Regions from separate parts of the Zea mays genome. Here region 2 is linked to region 1. Evidence: chromatin contacts called from public Hi-C data. All regions are on one chromosome and are shown on one strand. The core of a region is the stretch at or near the end of the contact, and the rest is flanking DNA. Distances in the headings are between cores, read along the strand shown.

Region 1 (5,862 bases), core at 3,311-5,810:
AGGCACGACCCATAATTAGATATATGCTTTTATGTGTCGTGCCTTTGTAGGCCTGTGCCGTGCCGGGCCAGGCCGGCCCACATGTACAGGTATACCCATGAGCAGATCAGCCTGCGCGCGAGCGCGACAACCCAATAATTAAGGTTCAGGGTTTTCGGAAGCATGCACGTATACATATTATATAGCTAGCCGCATGCTGAATTCGATTATGCTTTTTATTTTTGCTTTGTCGTTTATCTCACGTACATACACCAATCGGGTGTTCCAAAGTATACTCCTTCCGAGAGAGGTACATCTCCATTAATAATGCTCAACACCGCTTGAACATCGTCAATCAAGATCAAGTGAGCTCGCATCTTCTTCATGATGCTCTTCCCTCTGTTCAACGGCCGACGATTTCGATTTCCACAGACCAATTATTGTCCTATAATATATGTATATTATAGGTTCTTCATAGGCTAGCTAATATAATACTGATGGCTAGCTAAAAATTGAATTGAGAGATGACCACCTGCTAGCCTTGCTGAACGATGCAAAGGAGTGGAACTGAAACTTGAGCCTCCCTTCCTTGTCTTGGGACTTTGCACCACTCTTCGCGTCGAGTCCCCGGCCACTCTTCAGAATGAACAGCAGAGACGGGGTGCCTACCGTTGTGAAAGATGGCTGTAGCACTTGGATCTCCTCCACGTCTTCCCATAGAAAGAAGAATTTCGTTTTGTGTCCAAACAGATTAGCGTAGAAGCCAACTATTCTGGCGGACACAAACAGCCTCCCCTGGCAGCAGCAGCAGCAGCAACCAATTTCAATTTACAAAGTGAGCATTAATTCATACACAATATAATTTATGGCTTGAAAACTAGTAACAAATAAACTACGTCTACGTGAAAAGAGCACATGGCAGTAGCTACAGTAAAAAACCCACCCAGCGATAATGCTTTGTACCTGCAAAGGCAGCTTTCTTCTCAAAGAGCATGCGTAATCCGCTATAAGGAATTCTTCCTGTGGCAGATTAAAGAGCTTCTGGAATGTAGAATTCCTGTGAGGCGACCGCACATGCAACTGGAAGGCACACATGGATGGTCAAGAAAGAGGGTTGATGAAGGGATCACAGAGTAGACACAAAGCTAGTTATATCACAAGTTACCTTTTTACCAACCTCCTTCTCCATCTTACTCATGTATTCTCTCATTGTTGTCTCCGGTCCTTTCGTGTTCTCTAGAAATACTCTCAGATGTAACCGGCTCTTACATGTCTGCGCGAGTTTTCCTTGCAACGGCACCCATATGTCTGCCAGCTCTACTGATGTGTGTTTCAGGAAGTTAATTTCAGCGTGTCCAATGGAAATCGCCACACCGAATGGACCAACGAAATTGAAAACTTCAACGTCCAGCACGGCAGGTGCTTCTTCCATGGCGCCAAACTCCATTATCTCTGCAATGTTCTTTCAGTTTTTGTTAAATCAGACTAAGAGTCTGCAGCAACCTGCTAGCTAGCAGGTTAAATGAAATCTACATCTACTGACCGTTCCATTGAGGTTCCAGAGTCTGAAGCTGGACAGAACTTGTTCTTGTTATGCCATTACAGCTGAGCACAACATAAGGGTCAACCGATCCAGGTGGCAAGCTTGTGGCCTCTAGCAGGGCAACAGTTAACAGCCAACCGTCACCATTTGCTTTAACCCCATGATCACTTCCTGTCATAAAAGGCATTGGCATCACAGAGTTATCGAAGCATGTGTGTAGTAGTATTACGAGGAATTGAAAACAAAACAAACAATTGAAGAGAAGATCATACCTCTCTGTAACCTTGCCTCTACAAAATGGGTCACCATATTCAGTAAGCGCTGCAATTGGAGGACTAGTACGCCAGCTGTGATCAGCTCTCCGAATGAGTCAGGTAGATCTAGACCACTGAACTCAAGGCCTGCTGGTCCTGACAGAAAGATGTGCACAAGAACATACAGTGCAAACAGCACCGTCGAAACGGCAGTGAAATTGCAAAAGTACCTGTAAGCGAGCCTGATATCTGACTGGCGGTGTTCTACCTGCAATGGCGCCAGCAACTGCTCTTTGCTCATCCCGACAGAACCGGCCACTTCAACAACATGCCTAGACAATACTTGAGCGAAACCCTGGAAATTTTCTCTCAGCCCGTCTCGAACACTCCCCTCGATCACGCTTCTCATCATGGTGCTCTGAAGGAAGTCTACGTTGTATGATACAGTCAGATGCGCGCCTTCTTCGCCGGTCCTGTGGACTATCTTGTAGAGCAGGACGACTGCGAAACAGTTCCCGAAGGGCACTTCGGGAGTACGGACACGAGCCGTGACCACAAAACTCTTGCCGTCTGCTCTAAGGTACGTCTGCTCCTCACTGGTCTTGACGGCTTTCATAAACTTATTAGATGCGCCTGTGGTGTATCGGCATGTCCTAGTTAAGCTAGGAGGATCCGCGCTCTTCCATGTCCACGGCTGCTCCTCGTAGTCCATGGTACCTTGAAGCTCGCGCACGTCTTTGAAGAACTGAGAGTCAGGTCTGAACAGAAGATGGTTCAGCTCTTTCGACCCCACAAGATAAGCGTGCTCAAATATGATGCCGCCGTCGAGATCTTGTGGCAATTCTGGTGTGCTTCTTCTAGATTTCATGATCTCCATAGCTTCTTCGAAGAAGCTAGCAGCAGCATCTGGGACCATACGTTCGGTGTCACTCGCACCGTTTGCTGTTGCCGTAGTGCTAGTCTCCGCTAGGTCATCAACTTCAGTAATTGAATTGCAATCTTCTTGTGTGAAATGCTCAGAGTTATCTGTGTCATGGCTCCTGGGAGAATCAACCACCCCACCATTGTTACAACTTGAATGTTCCATGTCAAGTGATCTCTCCACTTCGGCATCGGTGTGGACGACAGAGTTGACGTTGTTTTCTCCGTAGAGTGAAAAGCTGAGGAGAATTTTCCCTGTTTGAAAGCGATAAGAATAAGATCGTTACGGATAGACCATTCGTGTGAAGTAATGGAAAGTGCAATCATCATACAATCTATGACGCTGGAAAGTATGCCCAGTGTAACCATGAATAATAAGCAATCCTTTACTGAAGAAAGAAATACAATAGCATATACTGAACATCTGAAACCTGAAGACGTCTTGAATTGGATGAGACCTACAAAACTGGATCATATATACGGTTCAGGTACATACTAATCTTCTAATGGAACTAGGGTGCTGTTTATTTCATATTTGTAAATAACTGATAATATTAAATCATATTTGTTTAAGTCCAACCGTAACAGAAAGTGATACCGGCATATTCATATTCAAACTCATTGCCGTTGATTGAATTGCCTAAAGCGTACCATCACCCGTCACTAGCATTTCTATCCCAAGTAAAAAGTGGTCAATCCTAGATTTATGTGCATGCTTTGAACATATTAAATCTGAACCTTTCATCCAACATTTAACGACTGTCGACTAGACGGGCGGGGAGTTTTTCTATAAATATATAGAAAAGAGGTTTTTTTTTCCATAAAATAGGCCAATTTAACGTTGGACGAATAGTCCAGATTTTATTTGTACATTTGGCCAGGGGAGAGGCCGACCAAGAGACACTAATTTAATTTAGTGACAATGAGCTCTAAATTTTAGACTATAAGATTTAAGAATTGGATCGGATTAGAATCGGACTATATTTCTATTTATTTTTTAAACTAAATTTATATAGGGTCCTGTAATTTTGTGAAGAAGCATTTGGATCACGATCCATTGCCACCCCTAGCCACAACACTAGGATCAGCGTTCTATCAGATTAGAACCTGACGTTCCGTACTAAGCATCACGGTAACTAATAATTATCAGACGTATCACGTATGCGACCGACTTCGTAGTCCGTACTCCGCAATCCGACTATCAGAGTACTTGCCAATGACAAACGGTTACTGAAGTTTAGACGCCTGAAAAGCGGCAAGCGGCAGGAACTGGCAAAGACGCATAAGCACAGCACGGCAGAAACGTCAAGCGTATGTATCATGCTCGCGAAAGCAAACTTGTGCACGCACCGCAATCCGCCGCGGCTTCGTCGCCACCGTCGACGCCGACAACGCCCTTCCGCCGTCGCTGCAGCTGCAGCGTGAACCACGTCGGCGGCACGGACCGCCTCTCCCCCGGGGCACCAGCAGCAGCGGTGGCGGCCGGCACGGGCAGCCTGACCGTGCCCACCACCTCCCTCCCTCTCGCTCCCCGCCGCGCCACGGCGACCTCGAGCTCCTCGCCCCCAGCAGCTCCGTCCGACCCCACCGCGAACACGAACTCCTCGTTCCACGCCGCCGCCACTGCCGCGCCGCCCAGATCCGACGCCTCCACCGCCCGCGTCCGGAACCGCTGCTTCCCCACCGTCACCTTCGCGTAGAACAGCACGACGCCGCCGCGGCGCTGACGCGGCGCCGGTAGCCCGCGCGCCTCGAGCACGTACACGTAGAGCCGCATGGCGGTCGATCGCGGTAGCTAGCTATGAGGAGGGACCTTGGCTCGGAATTTAACTATTTAAGTAGTAGGGACCTTGGCGGGCGGGCTGGGAAGCGTGGTTGTAGACTTGTACTAGTAGTTTGGAGGTGGGGGCTGGGGCCCTGCCTGACGTGTGCCGATGGCGCGGGCACGCGGCGGAATGAGCAGCGCGACACGCGGCGCTGGGACGATGAGGCGGCGCGGTTTCCGGTTTGGGCTCGGCGTTAACGTCTTGAGTCTTGACTGACTGACTGAGAAAGTGGGGGAAAGAAAGCTGAAAGCTCCGAAGCTCTTTGGAAGTGTTTGGTTTTTTGAATAATTTTTATTTTCTCTATTCTATTCATTTTAGTCCTTAAATTATTAAATATAAAAATTAAAACTATATTTTAGTTTCTATATTTAACATTTTAAAGATTAAAATAAAATAAAATAAAATAACTAAAAATTAGTTCCTAGACTAAACCCAACACCCCCACAGTTGTCACGGCGAGCCGCGAGCGATGCGAAGGCGTTGCGTTCGCGGCGCGGCTTTGAATTCTTCGGGCCTTCCAGATGTCAGATGACCGTCCGTGCCTGCTCGTCGTGGTGTCACTCGTGTAGCACATGCGCCGGTCTCGTCTCTCCAGAAGTAGAAGCGGATAAAGGCAAGACAAAACCACCATGAACGCATGGCTTGCCAACAGCAATTTTTCTAAGGCTTCTTCGAGGAGCGCCAAGCAGCGGTTTGCCCATCTTCACCGGCGCTCTAAAACAAACATTACTCGATCGTAGCTACATGGCAATAATTTCAAAGCATTTACTTTGTATGCGGAGTCAAAATATTTACAATGGACGTGTTTGCCGCCATGACCCAGTAGCCTGGCTGCACTCCCAGGCTGCAGTTTCTGTGTTTGCGTCGTCTGGATTGTTCGGGAGCCAGACTATGCACGTGCAAATTGAGTCTCTCAGCCTGGCTCCACAGAAACGAGCTCAAGGTCCGTTTCCTGGGAGCCTGGCTGCTCGTGGCGCAAAGATTCCGCGTTTAGGTAGTTTTGGTCTTCTAGCCTGGCTGCATATTGGGTGACAAACATCAGCTCATCTGAGTCAGACTCATATGGTACAAGTGCGCAAACAAAGTGAGTTGCAGTAGCCGGGAGTGGCTAGCCTCAGCCTGGACCAGTTGAACGGGCCGAGCTGGCCAAGGACAGGGTCACAAACACGCCCAATAAGACCGCGCTCAGCAGAGCTGTAAACTGCGCTGTTTATATAATATAAAATCTGGGTCACAAACACGCCCAATAAGACCGCGCTCAGCAGAGCTGTAAACTGCGCTGTTTATATAATATAAAATCTGCTAGAGATAGGCTAAGTACTCCTCTAATAATATCTTC
Region 2 (5,768 bases), core at 3,174-5,673, 190 kb after region 1:
GCCCCTGGTCGCGGATCGTCCACGCCTCTGCAGAGGGCACCGCCGCCGGTTTGTATTGAGTGATTGGCGCCCCAAAAAGGCACCAACAATGGGATATATATATATGAACAACGATTCGTTTCCAGTATAGTACTATATCGATGACCATATCCACACTCCCTACATAGTAATGGTACACATGAGAATGGGATCGATCGAGGCCTAGTTGACCTAGATGACGCGCGAAGGAGAGTAGCAATAGCTAGCGATCGAGCTAGGCTAATCGTTCATATGTGTCGCGATTGATGAACAACCAGCACTACCGGAATCCGGGTCTTTGTCGAGTGTTCGGCGCTTTGCCGAGTGCTTTTTGCCCGGCACTCGGCAAAGTTATGCTCTTGGTAATAACGACATTTGACGAGAGCAGTACTCTTGGCACAGGAATACACTCGGCAAAGATTTCTTTGCCTAGTGCGAAACACTCGGCGAAGTGCAGCTCTCGGCAAAGAGCCGTCAGCCGCCGTCTAAAGCTGACGGCCGTTACCTTTGCCGAGAGCCAAGTTCTGCCACTCAGCAAAGAATCTTCTTTGCCGAGTGCCCCCCGTTTGACACTCGGCAGAGCAAGCTTTGCCGAGTGCCGTAGTTGGACACTCGGCAAATTACATTTTTTATTTTTTCTTTTTCCAACCAAACTTTTTGTGATATGTTCATACACTATGTAGACCTACATGTACCATTTTGGAACAATTATAAAAGTGTTTTATATAACTATTAGATTTAGTTCGTTTATTTGAATTTCTTCAGAAAATTCACATTTAAACTGCAAGTCGCTCGAAACTTGGAAAAAGTGCATGCAAAAATGATATCCATGTTATTTATCACAAGTTACGACCGATTTCAGGAGCGAACCAGAAACTTCGAGCACCATGCTCACTAAACATGGCCGTGAACTTGCCATCTAGCTGTTTAAAAATTGTATAAAACACAAACAAAGTCAGAAAATCATGAAACTTGTCCACATGTCATGGTATCATATATAGAGGTTGTGATAAAAAAATTGAGAATGTTTCGAGAAAGTTGTGAGGCACTATGTGTAGAAACCTAAGGGAACTACATTGAAACTCTATGATTTCATGTGTAGATCGCTTATGTTTGTACACATAGTGTCTCACAACTTTTTCGAAACATTCTCAATTTTTTATCACAGCCTCTATAAATGATATCATGACATGTGGACAAGTTTCATGATTTTCTGACTTTGTTTGTGTTTTATACAATTTTTAAACAGCTGGATGGCAAGTTCACGACCATGTTTAATGAGTATGGTGCTCGAAGTTTCCGGTCCGCTCCTGAAATCGGTCGTAACTTATACTAAATACCATGCATATCATTTTTGCATGCACGGTTTTCCAAGTTTTGAGTGACTTGCAGTTCAATTGTGAATTTTCCAAAGAAATTGAAATAAACGAAATAAATCTAATAGTTATAGAAAACACTCTTATAATTGTCCCAAAATGGTACATGTAGGTCTACATAGTGTATAAACATACCACAAAAAGTTTGGTTGGCAAAAGAAAAAAAAAATGTAATTTGCTGAGTCACTACCAGAATTGACGGCTTTGTCGAGTGCCCGAAGCACTCGGCAAAGCCTTAAAAACACTCGGCAAAGAGGGCTCGGCACACAGTGCGTCGGCAAAGCCTTCTTTGCCGAGTAATTTTTCTCGGGCACTCAGCAAAGAGGTTTGCCGAGTTCCAGGGAGTACTCGGCAAAGAAAAGCAGCTGTTACGGCGCCGGGTGACGGAGACGGCGTCTTTGCCGAGTGTCCAAGGTGACACTCGCCGGACAGCACTCGGCAAAGAATCCACCAGCGGGGTCTCCATGTCAGGTACTTTGTCGAGTGCTTTGTATGGCACTCGACAAAGCGTGCTTCTTTGCCGAGTGTCAGAGCCACTACACTCGGCAAAGAACCTATATCGGTGCCCAGGTCTTGGTTCTTTGCCGACTGCCAGATCGCGGGCACTCGGCAAAGACTTCTTTGCCGAGTGTCAACTAACAGACACTCGGCAAAGATCTGTTCTAGGGTCTTTGTCGAGTACCACCCATCGGCACTCGACAAAGAAGATTCTTTGCCGAGTGTCAACCAGCTGACACTCGGCAAAGAAAGTCTTTACCGAGTGTCTTCTTCGACACTCGGCAAATCATATTTTTATTTTCTTTATTTTGACAACCAAACTTTTTGTGGTATGTTCCTACACTATGTAGACCTACATGTACCATTTTGGGACAATTATAACAGTGTTTTCAATAGCTAGTAGATTTAGTACGTTTATTTGAATTTCTTCGGAAAATTTAGATTTGAACTGCAAGTCACTCGAAACTTGGATAATCGTGCATGCAAAAATGATACACATGTTATTTAGCACAAGTTACGACCTATTTCAGGAGCCGACCGAAAACTTCGAGCAACATGCTCACTAAACATGGCCGTGAACTTGCCATCCACATGTTTAAAAATTGTATAAAACACAAACAAAGTCAGAAAGCCATGAAACTTGTCCACGTGTCATGATATCATATGTAGAGTCTGTGATAAAAATTTGAAAAGGTTTCGAGAAAACTATTTCAATGTGTAGAAACCTAAGAGATCCACATTGAAACTTTATGATTTCATGTGTAGATCTCTTAGGTTTCTACACATATTGCGTCACAGTTTTCTCGAAACCTTTTCAAATTTTTATCGCAGCCTCTACATATGATATCATGACACGTGGAAAAGTTTCATGGTTTTCTGACTTTGTTTGTGTTTTATACAATTTTTAAACATGTGGATGGCAAGTTCACGGCCATGTTTAGTGAGCATATTGCTCGAAGTTTCCGGTCGGATCCTGAAATCGGTCGTAACTTGTGCTAAATAACATGTGTATCATTTTTGCATGCACGATTATCCAAGTTTCGAGTGACTTGCAGTTCAAATCTAAATTTTCCGAAGAAATTCAAATAAACGAACTAAATCTACTAGCTATTGAAAACACTGTTATAATTGTCCTAAAATGGTACATGTAGGTCTACATAGTGTAGGAACATACCACAAAACGTTTGGTTGTCAAAATAAAGAAAATAAAACTATGTTTTGCCGAGTGCCCACTAAAGACACTCGGTAAAGACGTTCTTTGCCGAGTGCCAGATATTTAACACTCGGCAAAGAGTATGCTTTGCCGAGTGCCGGCCTTCGGCCCTCGGCAAAGGCTGACGGCCGTCAGCTGTAGACGACCGCTAACGGCCCTTTGCCAAGCGCCATCTTTGCCTAGTGTTTGCCACTCGGCAAAGCAGTATTTGCCGAGTGTTTCTCTGTGCCGAGTGTCCCGCACTCGGTAAACAAGCTCTTTACCGAGCGCAGGACTTTGCCGAGTGTCCGATAAAAAGCACTCGGCAAATCGTCTGTCACTCGGCAAAGGCCCAGATTCCCGTAGTGAGTGTCCAGGAATGGCACTCGGCAAAGAATGCTTTTGTCGAGTGTCAGACGTGCAACGCTCGGCAAAGATTTGTTTAAAACCTTAAATACATTCTTTGTTGATTGTTTGTCAGTGGGCACTCGGCAAAGTTTATTTTTAAATTAAAAAATCTTTATCGAGTGCCAGATCGCGGGCACTCGGTAAAGTCTGCGATACCGGCTTCTTCTTCACTTCATTATTCTTCACTTCGTTTTTCCACGCCGCCGTCGCGCGCCCATCGTCGCCGCCATACCCCGCTGTCGCCGAAGCACCAGCACCCGCCCTCCAGGCCAACCCTGCCGCCCAGCCCCGCCCGGCCATCCATCGTCGGTGTTCCGCCGTCACCGTGGAGCCCCGCCGCCTGGTCGACCCCGCCACCGGCTCCGGCCATCCTCTCGTCCCCGGCTCTGGCCTCGGCCATCCCTCTCGTCCCGGCTCCCGGTCATCCCTCTCGTCCCCGGCACCGGCTAGCCCTCTCGTCCCGGCACCGACCGACGCCTCGCACTCGTAGCAGTCCGTGGAGCACTTGTCCACCATGTAATTGCAGAGCCATGCCGGCAGCCCGGCGTACTTGCTTGATAGCAAAGTCGCAGCACTCCCACGGTCGACCACCATCGCCAGAGCTGCTGGGCAGACGAATCGCGTCGTCGTCGGTGTCGGTGTGGGTGGCGGAGGCGTGGTCGTGGCTGGGCCTGGCGGTGGCGCCGAAGCAGACGACGATAAGAAGAGCGACGACAAGCATCGTCGCAGGTATGCCGCTCATGGCCATATGACGCTGCTATGCTTTTCTTTCTTTGTTTCTTTAAGTCTGATGCCGCTAGCTCTAGTTGTTGCTGATGATTATTCATTCATTCGCAGCTGGCGCATGGAAATAAATAGATCCATCCAGCCAATCACAATGCGCTGTGCATGTAGCCCTAGCGAATATGCATGGACGGGTGGCATAGATGCATCACATAGATAGAGAAACTCAGCCACATTGAGAAAAGACACGTCTCTGTCCCTATATTATTGTATACAATGGATTCAGGTGCAAAAACATAGCCGTAACTTATCCAGTGGCGGATCCAAGACCCGACGACCTGGGCGCTGCTCGGGCTGCGATGCCAATGTATCCTTGCATTTCTATGAATTTGCATTGCAGCGTGTTGGTACCGACTGAGTTTTACTTTTACTCTATCTGATTTTAGGTGTTATATTATATATAAATCATGATCATGCCTTATTATTACTTAACTGTTTATAGATTATTTATGATACATAATAAGATTATTTTGTTAATTAGAACATGGAGCTTCACCTAAAAAACAGTGTTACCACAAGGATGGTGAAAGAGAAATAGGGTTAACTCCTATAATCAATTTTGGTGGTTGACATCCAGCACAAACCACATGGACTAACTAGTTTGGCCAGATGTGATTTATCTCAGGTGCATAAGGTTCAATACAAACTAAGAAAGAAATCCGGTTAGGGACACAATCAAAAATGGAGCAAAGAACAAGACTGTGTTGAAATTTGGTGCATCGGACAGTGTCCGGTGCGCCAGCTGAGGCAGCCAGCAAACCAGCCACTCTCGGGTTTCTGCAGGCATGCTCCACTATAATTCACCGAACTGTCTGGTGTGCCACCGAACTGTCTGGTGAGCCAGCGGAGCAACTGCTCCCTGCGCGCCAACGGTCGACTGTGCAGAGCTATAGTGCGCTACAGTGCTGCGTCAGAAGTCAGAGGGCACCGGACTGTTCGGTGCAGCAAGACGACAAGCGACTCCAACGGTCAATTGCTCCGAACCATAACGGTTGCGCTGACGTGGCGAGCATCGGACTGTCCGGTGCGCCAATCGCCAGCAGCCCTTGGCAACGGGCAGGAAGTGGTTGGGGGCTATAAATACCCCTAACCACCTCATTCATTGACATCTAAGTTTTCTGAACATCTCATTCATTGCAAGAGCAAAAGACTTCACTTCAAGACATATTCAATAGATCAAATCCTCTCCAAGTCTCCAAATCAACTCAATTCCATTAGGGACTTGAGAGAGGGCGTTTTGTGTTCTTTTGTTGCTCTTGTTGCTTGGATTGACCTTTCTCTTTTTCCCATCCTTATTCTCAAGTGCTTTGTAAGCAAAGCAATAGACACCAAGTGTGTGGTGGTCCTTACGGGGTCTAAGTGACCCGTGTGATTAAGGGAAGGCTCATTCGGTCTAAATAATCGTTTGAGAGAGAGGGAAATGATTGAAATAGACCCGGCCTTTGTGGCCTCCTCAACGGGGACTAGGTTCTTTGGAACCGAACCTCCGTAAA

Evidence for each region. Hi-C and Micro-C count contacts between places; a contact is called where the count stands out from the background.
Region 2: a contact with region 1 is called in a Hi-C map of leaf, with 2.2 times the contacts expected there. The contact joins the enhancer-like site here to the promoter of LOC103646317 in region 1. A contact is called at or near these places in 2 of 25 Hi-C or Micro-C datasets (ear and leaf).

The regions. Positions count from the first base shown.
Region 1 is chr2:39,399,606-39,405,467 of Zm-B73-REFERENCE-NAM-5.0, forward strand. LOC103646317 (C2 and GRAM domain-containing protein At5g50170) reads right to left here and starts at 4,561. Exons shown (of 7, transcript XM_008671046.4): 1 at 4,048-4,561; 2 at 1,795-2,952; 3 at 1,523-1,693; 4 at 1,145-1,431; 5 at 943-1,059; 6 at 512-774; 7 at 181-424. The coding sequence starts at 4,474. The coding sequence ends at 331.
Region 2 is chr2:39,586,933-39,592,700 of Zm-B73-REFERENCE-NAM-5.0, forward strand. No RefSeq gene overlaps it. Among protein-coding and RNA genes, the nearest start is that of LOC103646320, 13 kb to the left of the region's middle. Within about 2 kb of position 4,424, at least 3 of the 20 cell types and tissues checked have an H3K27ac peak or open chromatin away from gene starts, as enhancers often do. A contact at or near this core is called in leaf, where this site is marked.